3 separate regions of the Pan troglodytes genome follow, and all the other regions are linked to region 1. Evidence: chromatin contacts called from public Hi-C and HiChIP or PLAC-seq data. All regions are on one chromosome and are shown on one strand. The core of a region is the stretch at or near the end of the contact, and the rest is flanking DNA. Distances in the headings are between cores, read along the strand shown.

What was found. Hi-C and Micro-C count contacts between places; a contact is called where the count stands out from the background. HiChIP or PLAC-seq counts read pairs in DNA pulled down with a chosen protein or histone mark.
Region 2: a contact with region 1 is called in an H3K4me3 HiChIP or PLAC-seq map of stem cell-derived excitatory neurons, with 6 times the contacts expected there. The contact joins the promoter of PRKDC here to the promoter of SNAI2 in region 1. A contact is called at or near these places in 1 of 7 Hi-C or Micro-C datasets (stem cell-derived neural progenitor cells) and 1 of 1 datasets of contacts at active chromatin or transcription factors (stem cell-derived excitatory neurons).
Region 3: a contact with region 1 is called in a Hi-C map of induced pluripotent stem cells, with 1.7 times the contacts expected there. The contact joins the enhancer-like site here to the promoter of SNAI2 in region 1. A contact is called at or near these places in 2 of 7 Hi-C or Micro-C datasets (blood and induced pluripotent stem cells) and 1 of 1 datasets of contacts at active chromatin or transcription factors (stem cell-derived excitatory neurons).

Annotation. Positions count from the first base shown.
Region 1 is chr7:57,469,000-57,472,417 of NHGRI_mPanTro3-v2.0_pri, forward strand. SNAI2 (snail family transcriptional repressor 2) reads right to left here and starts at 1,511. Exons shown (of 3, transcript XM_016959457.3): 1 at 954-1,511; 2 at 1-208. The coding sequence starts at 1,032.
Region 2 is chr7:56,504,833-56,508,250 of NHGRI_mPanTro3-v2.0_pri, forward strand. It overlaps PRKDC (protein kinase, DNA-activated, catalytic subunit), which reads right to left and starts at 1,799. Exons shown (of 85, transcript XM_519750.9): 1 at 1,589-1,799. The coding sequence starts at 1,742. It overlaps MCM4 (minichromosome maintenance complex component 4), which reads left to right and starts at 1,819. Exons shown (of 17, transcript XM_528129.9): 1 at 1,819-2,629; 2 at 2,746-2,829; 3 at 3,137-3,301. The coding sequence starts at 2,760.
Region 3 is chr7:56,669,137-56,672,554 of NHGRI_mPanTro3-v2.0_pri, forward strand. No RefSeq gene overlaps it. Among named protein-coding and RNA genes, the nearest start is that of UBE2V2, 120 kb to the left of the region's middle. Within about 2 kb of position 1,880, at least 1 of the 24 cell types and tissues checked has an H3K27ac peak or open chromatin away from gene starts, as enhancers often do. A contact at or near this core is called in induced pluripotent stem cells, where this site is marked.

The sequences.
Region 1 (3,418 bases), core at 261-2,760:
GAGGAGGTGTCAGATGGAGGAGGGGGACTCACTCGCCCCAAAGATGAGGAGTATCCGGAAAGAGGAGAGAGGCCATTGGGTAGCTGGGCGTGGAATGGAGCTGCGGTAGTCCACACAGTGATGGGGCTGTATGCTCCTGAGCTGAGGATCTCTGGTTGTGGTATGACAGGCATGGAGTAACTCTCATAGAGATACGGGGAAATAATCACTGGGAAAGAAAAGGGAGGGAGAGAAGATTAAGGCAAAAATAATTAAAAATAAATCCACACGCAAGCATACACACACTGGAAAGATATTTAGCAACACACACGTGATTTTCTTAGGAAGAAGATAGACCCATTTAGGAGGGCATACACACTGGTAAAATGTTTCATTTCCACCCTGGCGCCTACGGAGTTACTGTACTTAATGCACACATAGGCTGACAGCTGCACGGAGCTATAGGTGCTCTGAAGTCAGACAGTGCAGCCAAGCCAGTGCCTTCGCCGTCGCCACTGAGGAAGGAGAGCCTCAACATTATTTTTAAACATACAGAAAAGTTGTTTTCCATGTTACGTATGGGCTATTTAGGTGTATTACGACCGTGAGTACAAAGATATGCCTGCATCAAGCCGCCTTCTAAAGGAAAGGAGACTTAGTGCACGAAAAACGCAGTAATTCAATCCTTATGTTGCTCATCTTTCACATACTCATTATGCATGTATACACAGGCTTTAGCAAACGAAGCTGCGAGATTTGAATGAAATGTTCCTTGTTAGTCAAGAATTTTAAAAGTTTTGAATTAAAACGAACCCTAAATGATCAAAAGAATGTAAGCTCCCTTTCAGGACACTGTTTAAAAGGAAAACAGTTGAATCTTTGGCTCTTTTGTAATGGTATTTGAAGAGTAATACGTAGATTCATATTTGCAAAGCTCTAGATACGTAGTTCTAGATATATTTTTCTCTTTTTACCTGTATGTGTGTCCAGTTCGCTGTAGTTTGGCTTTTTGGAGGCGTTGAAATGCTTCTTGACCAGGAAGGAGCGCGGCATCTTGCCAGCGGGTCTGGCGGGCGCCCGGCGCGGATAACGGTCCGGCGGGAGGACACGGCGGTCCCTACAGCATCGCGGCAGGCCAGGCTCGGGCAGGGGCCGTGCTCAGGTGCGGCAGACGGACGGGCCGGCGCCTCTGAAGTCGCCGGGCTCCTTTACGAACTGAGCCCGTTTTGGCTGGGAGGGTTTTTTTTTTTTCCTCTCTTTTGCAAGAAAGATCCAATCACAGCTGAGAGGTTCAGATTTCAGCTCCTCCCTCTGGGACAGCTGTGAACAGAGGAAGAATCTGTTGTCAGACTAAATTATTCTGGTTCAAAATGGACTGTTTTTTGAGATTTCAGTGGAGAGGAAAAAAAGTGTTTAAGTATTTTCAAGAGAGGTAACCTCGCTCGGTGAGCCCCGCCCGCGATCCACGCTCTCTGGGAGCTAGGAGGGGCGCAGGAGCCGGGGTCTCTGCCCTGCCCGCCTGGCTTCCAGATGTGGTGCAGCGCCAGCGCGCGGGGACACAGTGTCCGCCAGGGGAAGGAAGGGCCGCCCTGCACCACACCAGGCCAGCCTCTGGTGTTAATGAGAGCCTATATTTGGAAGTGGCATCTGGAGAGGTTTGCCTTGCACAAAGACCAAATAATTACCTCTTGGCTTTTGAAAAAGGAAGGGGGAAGCGGGAAGACAAAGGCGCCTGTGAGCGCGGAGGACGCTCTCCTGGGACTCTGGCCTGGAGCGGGACTGCAGCCTTGCGTGCGGCGAGGGCGCTGCGCTACTCAGGGCTTCCGCGAAGCCAGGGGCAGCGCGGCCGCGTGCAAATTAAGTACTCATGTCACCGTGTTAGCTATGGTGGCTTGAAAGAAATGCTTTGTAGCCCTCTAAAGGCAGGCTGATCGGAAGAACTGGAGGACTGCAAAGATAAAAAGGAACTCTGGCAGAGAAGGGGGGCAAGAGGTAAACTGTCATTTGGAACCACCGGACATTCTCTCACACTTTTGACAAGAGATCTTATCTTTTCATGTATTACAGTGCATCTTTTTTTTATGGGAAAAAGGGTGTATGGGTCTTTAGAGACAATTATTTTTATTTCTAATATTCCCCTGCTTTTATGTGGTGCTATTTTCATCAGTATAAAGCCATTAAAATCCATCTCAGTATCTGCCAGGTTCCTGTATAATGCTAAAAAAGAAATTGAAGGATATTATTATGAGTATAGATTGATTAAAGTTTTAAGAACCCAGTCTAGTAACTGCAAAAACACCTTTATTTTGTGTATGGTCTTCAATCTAAAAATACTTTCAGGTGGTTTATTTTAAATATAAAATTTCAAGCATATTTTAAAGCATCTCTGTCCATTGCAGACTTTTATCCCTACCTTTTGCTAAAAGAATAAGGAAAGAACAAATTCACATGAAGATCACCCTACTCTTGTTTCTAACAGGTGCTGGAGGAAAAAAGTGAAAAAGAAAATAACAGTGGTGATGTCAAGACTTGTCAGAGAAAAGTGCATTGTCAGGTTGCATAACTTCTTAATCTTGGAATGAGAAAACAAGAGTGTATGTGTGTTTGGAGGGTGAGGTGGGGCACTCACAGATTTCCTAAGCTAATTTCAATGATTATTCTTATTTCTTCCAACAGTCACTAATTTAAATGTCAAACAGAGAAAATAATTCAAAGGAATCCTTATGCTAATGGAACTGTACTTGCAGGAGAGAGGAAAATATGAATACATATTCGATTTCTCCACACACAAACTGGAACCTGGAGTAAAAGCCAGAGGCAGTTTTCTAAGCTTGCTACTCTATGTGAGGGTTTGTTCGGATGTAGGCACCTGGGTTTATGAGAGCAGGAGTCCTCCTTGCTTTTCACTCCATTTCCCACAAAACACACATTTTTTGTTACAGATATAGCACAGTTGAGAAAACACATATCGCCATGGCTATTATTTCCTTGTTTCACTCTACACAGTCTGTTCACAACAAAGAAGAGTGTTAGACAATGTTTTGGTATTTATTTGCTGGTAGTTATAACACAAGATCATCTACTAAAATGTGTATTCAAAAATCCATTTACAACGTTTAATAATAATTCACTATGCATGAAAAAAGCTTACATTTGGATCACAGAGGCATAATCCAGCCCAGCCCCATCAGCAGGTATCCGAGGGTGCACTGCACAGATCGGCGTCGGGACGTGCGGCCACACCTACTGTGAGGAGAGGATGGGGCTCGGGTCTGTGCATGGGGCATGTCATTACACAGATCCGCGTGCTAGCGAGTAACACGTATGCCCGTGTGAGGTCTGGGCCGCTGTCAGAGCAGGGCGAGTCTGCGCGCTGATGGCGTGAGTCAGACGAAACAGGTGCTCTGCTCAGACACAGCGGAGGGCATGTGGCGCCAGC
Region 2 (3,418 bases), core at 549-3,048, 960 kb before region 1:
AGACCTGTGTGGGATTCTGACTCACAGAATCCCCCTTACAGTGGGAACTGTAAGAGTAACAGACCTGTGCTGTTTTAAACCACTAAGCTTGTGGTAATTGTTACAGCAGCAATAAGGAACTAATACACTTCCCCTGGAATCTCTCAAGTGAAAGGAGATATGGCATAAATGGAAGGTAAACTTGGAAGTGCTTTAGAAACAAGTTACTAAACGAACAAAAATGAATTCTAAATTTGAAACCCTGAGAAGAGAAAGTAATCACGCAATGTTAGTTTTTTGTTTGATATTTCCCCATTGTTAATATATTCTTGACGACAGATAGAGTACATATAGGATACGTGTATATAGCATCTTTTTTTTTTTTTTTGAGACGGAGTCTTGCTCTGTTGCCCAGGCTGGAGTGCAGTGGCACAATCTCGGCTCACTGCAATCTCCTTCTCCTGGGTTCAAGACATTCTCCTGTCTCAGCCTCCCGAATAGCTGGGACTACAGGCGCTCGCCACCATGCCCAGTTAATTTTTGTATTTTTAGTAGAGACAAGGTTTCACCATACTGGTCAGGTTGGTCTCCATCTCCTGACCTCAGGTGATCCACCTGCCACAGCCTCCCAAAGTGCTGGGATTACAGGCATGAGCCACCGCACCGTGCCACATATAGCATCTAGTTTAAACTGTTTAAGTTATTCCTACACCATATTCACTACTAGACCCTCCGGAAGAAAATCTCACCTTTTAATAGGGCACAACATCAAGGTCTGCATACTCGTGTTTTAAAGAAGGAATACAGGAGATCCACATAATTTAAGTATTTGAATATTTAAAATGCTAAAAAGAGGCACTTTTACTACAAAGGGGAAAAAGTTCCCACCCAGGCATTGCTAAAGAGTTAAAAGAACATGACTTCAATTACATTTCTTCAATTTTTCTCAAAGTAGGAACGGCAAATAGAGGGGTTTGGAAAAGGTACTGGTGGGATTAGGCGAGATTCAGGTGAAAGAAAATACTTTCTCTTGGCCGGGCCCGGTGGCTCACGTCTGTAATCCCAGCACTTTGGGAGGCCGAGGAGGGGGGATCACGAGGTCAGGAGTTCGAGACCAGCCTGACCAACATGGTGAAACCCCATCTCTACTAAAAATCCAAAAAAATTAGCCGGGCGTGGTGGCGCGCGCCTGTAATCCCAGCTACTCGGGGGGCTGAGGCAGGAGAATAGCTTGAACCCGGGAGGCGGAGGTTGCAGTGAGCCGAGATCGCGCCACTTCACTCCAGCCTGGGCGACAGAGCGAGACTCCGTCTCAAAAAAAAAAAAAAAATTATTTCTCTTGCCCTGCCCCCCACTCTGCACAGCAATGATTGCCATATTAGGGGTCGTTTTCACCAACTTTGGCTTTAAAATATCTTTCCTCTAATACTAGGGGGTAAAAGCAGTATGACAAATCCCTTTATACACATGCACAGAAATTCCCCCAAGAATCTAATTGCTGTACTTCAAAATACCGTCATCTAAACACAGAGAAGCGCCGGGCTGCCCGGCTCCAGAACGACTCGGGAAGCCAGGACCCACCCGCGGCCCAGCTCGGGCCGGTACCCACCCAGCACCGCGGGGCTGCTGCTCAGGACGCATTCCTGCCCCAGGCCGCGGATCAGTTGATGACCGGCCAGGGCTGCACCGCAGCGGTCCGCGGCGGACAAGGTCTCCTGCAGCCGCAGCAGGGAGCAACGCACACCGGCTCCGGAGCCCGCCATGCCGCCGAGTCCCGCTCCCGCGCGTGCGCCCGCTCGGCCCGGACCCGGAAATGCCCCTACGCGCGGAGGCGGGGCTGCGGGGCGCGGCGGCAGGAACTTTCCCGGGGACCCCTGCGGGAAGGCTTGGCCTGTAAGCGCGCCTCTTGGGCCCGAATCAACATGGAAACCTAAGGAAAAACGTCTGACCTGCGGAAGTAGTTTTGGTGGCTACTTGGTGTTGGACTTGGCTAAATAAATACCAGAGGCAGGTAAAACAAGCGAGGGGCGTAGGTCAAGAGTTCCAAGTTTGTTCCTCGATAAAAAACGACAAACGCGGTCGGGGGCGGTGATGCCCGTCTGCAGTCCCAACACTTTAGGAAGCTGAGGAGGGGGGATCGCAGGAGTTCGAGACCAGTCTGGGCAACATAATGAGACCATCCCCACCACCTCCCGTCCTTAATTTTTTTTAATAAAAAAATCTTTAAGTGACAAATGCATCTGTAATGTCCTTATTAACCAAAAACGCCTAAGGGATAAAGAAGCATACACTCCTTAGCCAACGCTAGAGGAACACACCCCGAGAGCTGGTGCTGTCGGACCCAGTTTTCCCGCGAAAACGCTGCCGCGCAGGGGGTCAGACCATCTGGACCAAGGGGGGCCGAGCGAGGCCTACTTCTGGTTTACGCACGGGCGCTGGAAGAAGCGGCACTGTCCCCCCCTGCCGGTGCGCAGTGGCGCCTCCCGGAGGCGGAGCCACGTACGAGCGCCGCTGTGATTGGTGAGGCCCCGCCAGGGGCGGAGACGACCTTGCCGCCGGCGGGAACTCTGGGTCTCGCGGTTTGGGAGCGCTACTCGCCAGGTGGACCCGGAGTCCGCGAGCGTTGTCGGCAAGCGGCCGCCTTTCCACGGTAACCGCGCGCCGGCGGGGAGGGCGTGGCGCGGAGCCGACGGGAACGTCCGCGCTGCGGAGCAGGGCAGGGAAGCCGGGAGGCGGGCCCGGCCCGAGCTTGTCCTTGTCGCGCAGGTACTCCGAGCACTATGTCGTCCCCGGCGTCGACCCCGAGCCGCCGCGGCAGCCGGCGTGGAAGGGCCACCCCCGCCCAGACGCGTGAGTCCCCCGAGCCGGGCCCACTACAGCCCCCGGCGCCGCCCCGTCTGCCCTCTCTTGCCGCAGCTGGCAGCGCTGGGTGGGTGCGCGGGACCCGGGCGCTCAGCCTCGGGCTGGGCGCTGCCGCTTGGTGCGCACAGACACCCACAGCAGGCCTGCTGTGGCCTGGGTGGTGCTTAATTCGATTGCCATTTGCCTCTGTTTGGTTTGGTTCAGTGGTGAGTCATAATGCCCCAAGGAAAAGACAAATCCAGGAAGGCCGGCCCTGAAAGTTAATGGCTGTCTTTTCTGTTTTGTGTGACACAAGCTCGAAGTGAGGATGCCAGGTCATCTCCCTCTCAGAGACGTAGAGGCGAGGATTCCACCTCCACGGGGGAGTTGCAGCCGATGCCAACCTCGCCTGGAGTGGACCTGCAGAGCCCTGCTGCGCAGGACGTGCTGTTTTCCAGCCCTCCCCAAATGCATTCTTCAGGTGCGTGTCTGAAGATCTTGGTTTTGCTGTGCTTGATACACAGCTGATGCTTTATCTGCTCAGGTTTACTGGCTTTATAACAGTTGGCATAACGCCTAAAGCATCCCCTCTGCACGT
Region 3 (3,418 bases), core at 630-3,129, 800 kb before region 1:
CAAGTGCTTTTTCTTGGCTGTGTCAGGTAGGGATGAATTTGTACAGCACGTGGATTTTACTTTTGGTTGTGTGTTATGAGAGGGTTCGCATCACTGTCGTGCAGCTGCAGGATGAACTGGTTGCTGGAGAAATTTCTCCTGGAGGCAGGGCCATACAGCCTCCTCTCCCGGGTGTGCCCTGGGGAGAATCATCCCCCCACCCGCTTCTCCACATCGCCTGTAACATTTGTATTTAATAAGTAGCAAAAATATATCTAAACACAAGAATATCACTTTCATTGCATGGGGAACCTGCAGCTTTTTCTTTTCTTTCATTTTTTTTCTTTTTTTTTGAGACAGGGTCTCGCTCTGTCACCCATGCTGTAGTGCAGTGGCACAAACACAGCTCATTGCCACCTTGACTCTCAGGCTCAAGCAATCTTTCCACCTCAGCCTCCCAAGTAGCTGGGACTACGGGAGTGCACCACCGCACCTGGCTAATTTTTGTATTTTTTGGTGGAGACCGGGTTTCACCATATTGCCCAGGCTGTTCTCCTAGGCACAATATCTGCCTGCCTTGGCCTCCCAAAGTGCTGGGATTACAGGTGTGAGCTACTGTGCCAGGCCCTATTTGTTTTTTAATATGAGGTTGTGTTGTATTGCAATTGTAATCAATAGAGTAGATATAATTTTGAACTACGTATTTAAACATGTTTTCAAGTCTTGTATGACATTGCATTAACTTACAGATTCATTTTTGATATTCACGATATGGTTTTAAAGTATCTTATATCTGCTTTCAAAAATCAAACTCATTATTTTCCAAATTACCATGAAAATAGTAACACTGTGTGATTCAGTGGGACTCAATCAATGCTACCTTTTTGATTTCAGGGATTTCTTTTACATGCTGGGTGACAGGTATTATTTTCTGTTGAAGTGAGTGCTCCTTTGAAATATGTTACTGTGTCTGACAAACTCAGAAATTTTAAAGTTCTTCATCCTCTGCAATCATCCAGATTTTCCCAAAGGCTTTTACTAAAATGTTTCCATTCCCAGTGGCTAAGTATGTGTGGGAAGGGGAAGAGCAGAGAATCTTTTATATCAGATGAGTGGTTTTTAAGAATGTTTTATTCTTGAAAGTAATAGCTTTTCTTCATGACAGTAGGCCTGACCCCACGACAGGAAACTTTTCTATCTCAGAGCAGGATAGAACCCTGTTGCCTGGGACGGGGAATTCAGCCTGGTTTGCTCCATTTGCCTGCACTGGCCTAGAGAAGGAAATGGGGTATTCAAATCAGTGTTTCACAGCAAACGGGAGTGGGGGGCTTCCTTCCACCTGGAGGAAGGGGTGGTAGAGACAGACTCTGTAGAACAGCTCCCCCGTTCCCCCCAACCTGGGCAGAAGCAGAGAAGGTGGCGAGTCCTTTGCAAAGTGAGTTCAGGCTGTGATTTGGCTGTTTGCTGTCATTTCTTGGGAACCTGGCCGCAGCCACCAGCCCTTTGGGAGCCCCTTTCTTCCCCTAGGCCCTGGGCTGGGGTGGAGGCTCTCCCAACTGCAGCATAAGTGGAATGGAATAAAGGCGAATCTTCTTCTGAAGTTAAGTGTTGAATTTTCAGGTGGAGATCACTGAGGCTGTTCAAGGCAAAAGCCCTGTTCACAGAAAGTCTCGTTCACATGTCAGAGGCAGGCAGCAGCGACCAAGTAGGTGCCTAGATCCTGTTTATTCACTGGGGGGCCTTGATTTGATCAGAAGCGTTTTAGAGACCACAAACAATGCTCTCAGCTCTTAGGTGAGGAAAGAAGTTTCTGTGATGAGCAGATAACATGTTTTACATTACTCGTTCCCTGTAGTGAAATGTCATCTGTGATACAAAGGTTATGTTTTTCTTAAGGTGGTTTCTTTTGTCATTAAATGAAGCTATGTGCCCCTGCCGTGATCTCTCTGCTCCCAAGGCCTGCTCGGCTGCATCTGTCTTGAGCAAAATCTTCGCTTCCATAAATACTCCTTCCATTCTGTTGCCTCTCATCTCTAAGACCTCTGCATCCCATAATCTGATTTTCCATCTACTGACGCATTATGATCACTCATGTTCACTGTGAACCCCAGCAGTCTAGAAGAGAGACAGCTTTTTTAGAAGAGTAAGATATTAAAAAGTCGAATTCTCAAAGAGCAAGTGCGTTCCAGACCCAGAGTGTCCTGAGAGAGTTTCCGGTCTGTGGGTTTGGTCCCCAGAGCCACAGGTGCTGCTGGGAAGTGCCTGCAGACCCCTGGCAGTCCCATTTTAGCCACAGTGGTCTGCCCTAGATCTCGACTGTGCAACAATCAGTAGCCGTGTTAGAGGAGTCTTGGTGCATCTATAAATGCCAAGTTTTAGTCCCCAGGAAGTGGGTTCTTGTGATCTGGGCCCCTCCTTGACCAAGTCCAATCCAAACCGGAGGGCTTCGGAAGATGCCTTGAGTGTTTACCTAGATTTTGAGGCATCTGTTTCTTGTTGCAGTGAATATTCCTTTGAAATATTTTCCCTTGTCTGACAAATTCATCCCTTTGGTCCATTGCTGGTGGCAGGCTTGGTGGCCTGCCATGGCTTCTGCTACCTGGCATGGTAGCTGAGGGGGCTCCGGCTGTGAAACCATGAGCCTGAGGTCCAGTTTTTGCTGGATGGAATTGTGGAGAGCTGAGGCCCCTTCTCTTCTTAAGCCATTCAGATTTATGGACTGTGGCCCCAAGAGAAGGAGAGGAGGAGATTTAGGCTGCTATGTGGATAATGGAGCCAACCCCCAAGACACTCGTTAGCTTAGATTACTTGGGTGATTTATTTGGGGTCTGGGCATCCGGTCTGAGGTGGGGGCTCCTGGAGACACACTCAGCCCTGCCCTTCTGGCAGAAATGGGCCGAGCCCTCCCCAGCTGAACATACCATGTGCTGCAGATGAGCGAGCTTAGATTTGCAAAGGGTTCTAACACTCCCTGGTGAAAGGCACCGCATGAGTCTGGACATTCAAATGCTTGTTTTACCAAACAGCTCCAGAGACACAAGACAGAGGTGCCATGAACAAGCTTAGGGTCCAGGGCCCCTCTGAGTCCAAGATCCAGCTGCCCCAGTCACCAGAAGTGACTATCAGACTCCAGGAACACCAGGCCTTACCTGTTTTGTGGCATTCATCAAGCATGCTTACATTAAATAAATGCATATAGAAAGCTGGAAGGGGGAGAATAATTTGTTGTTTTCAGTTTTGCTCTATTGAGTCTAAGGTTACTAGAGGAATTCTCTGCCCTGCCTGGCGCCGGGCACCTTCAGTTCTCTTAAAGAACGAGTTGAAACAAAACCAGGTGCTTAGAAGTAGATTGAGTTTATTTTGTTGGTTTAAGCAATTGGCTGATTTTAGCATTCGGATTCTCTCATTTCAATGTTTTTTTTTTTTTTTTTTTTTAACA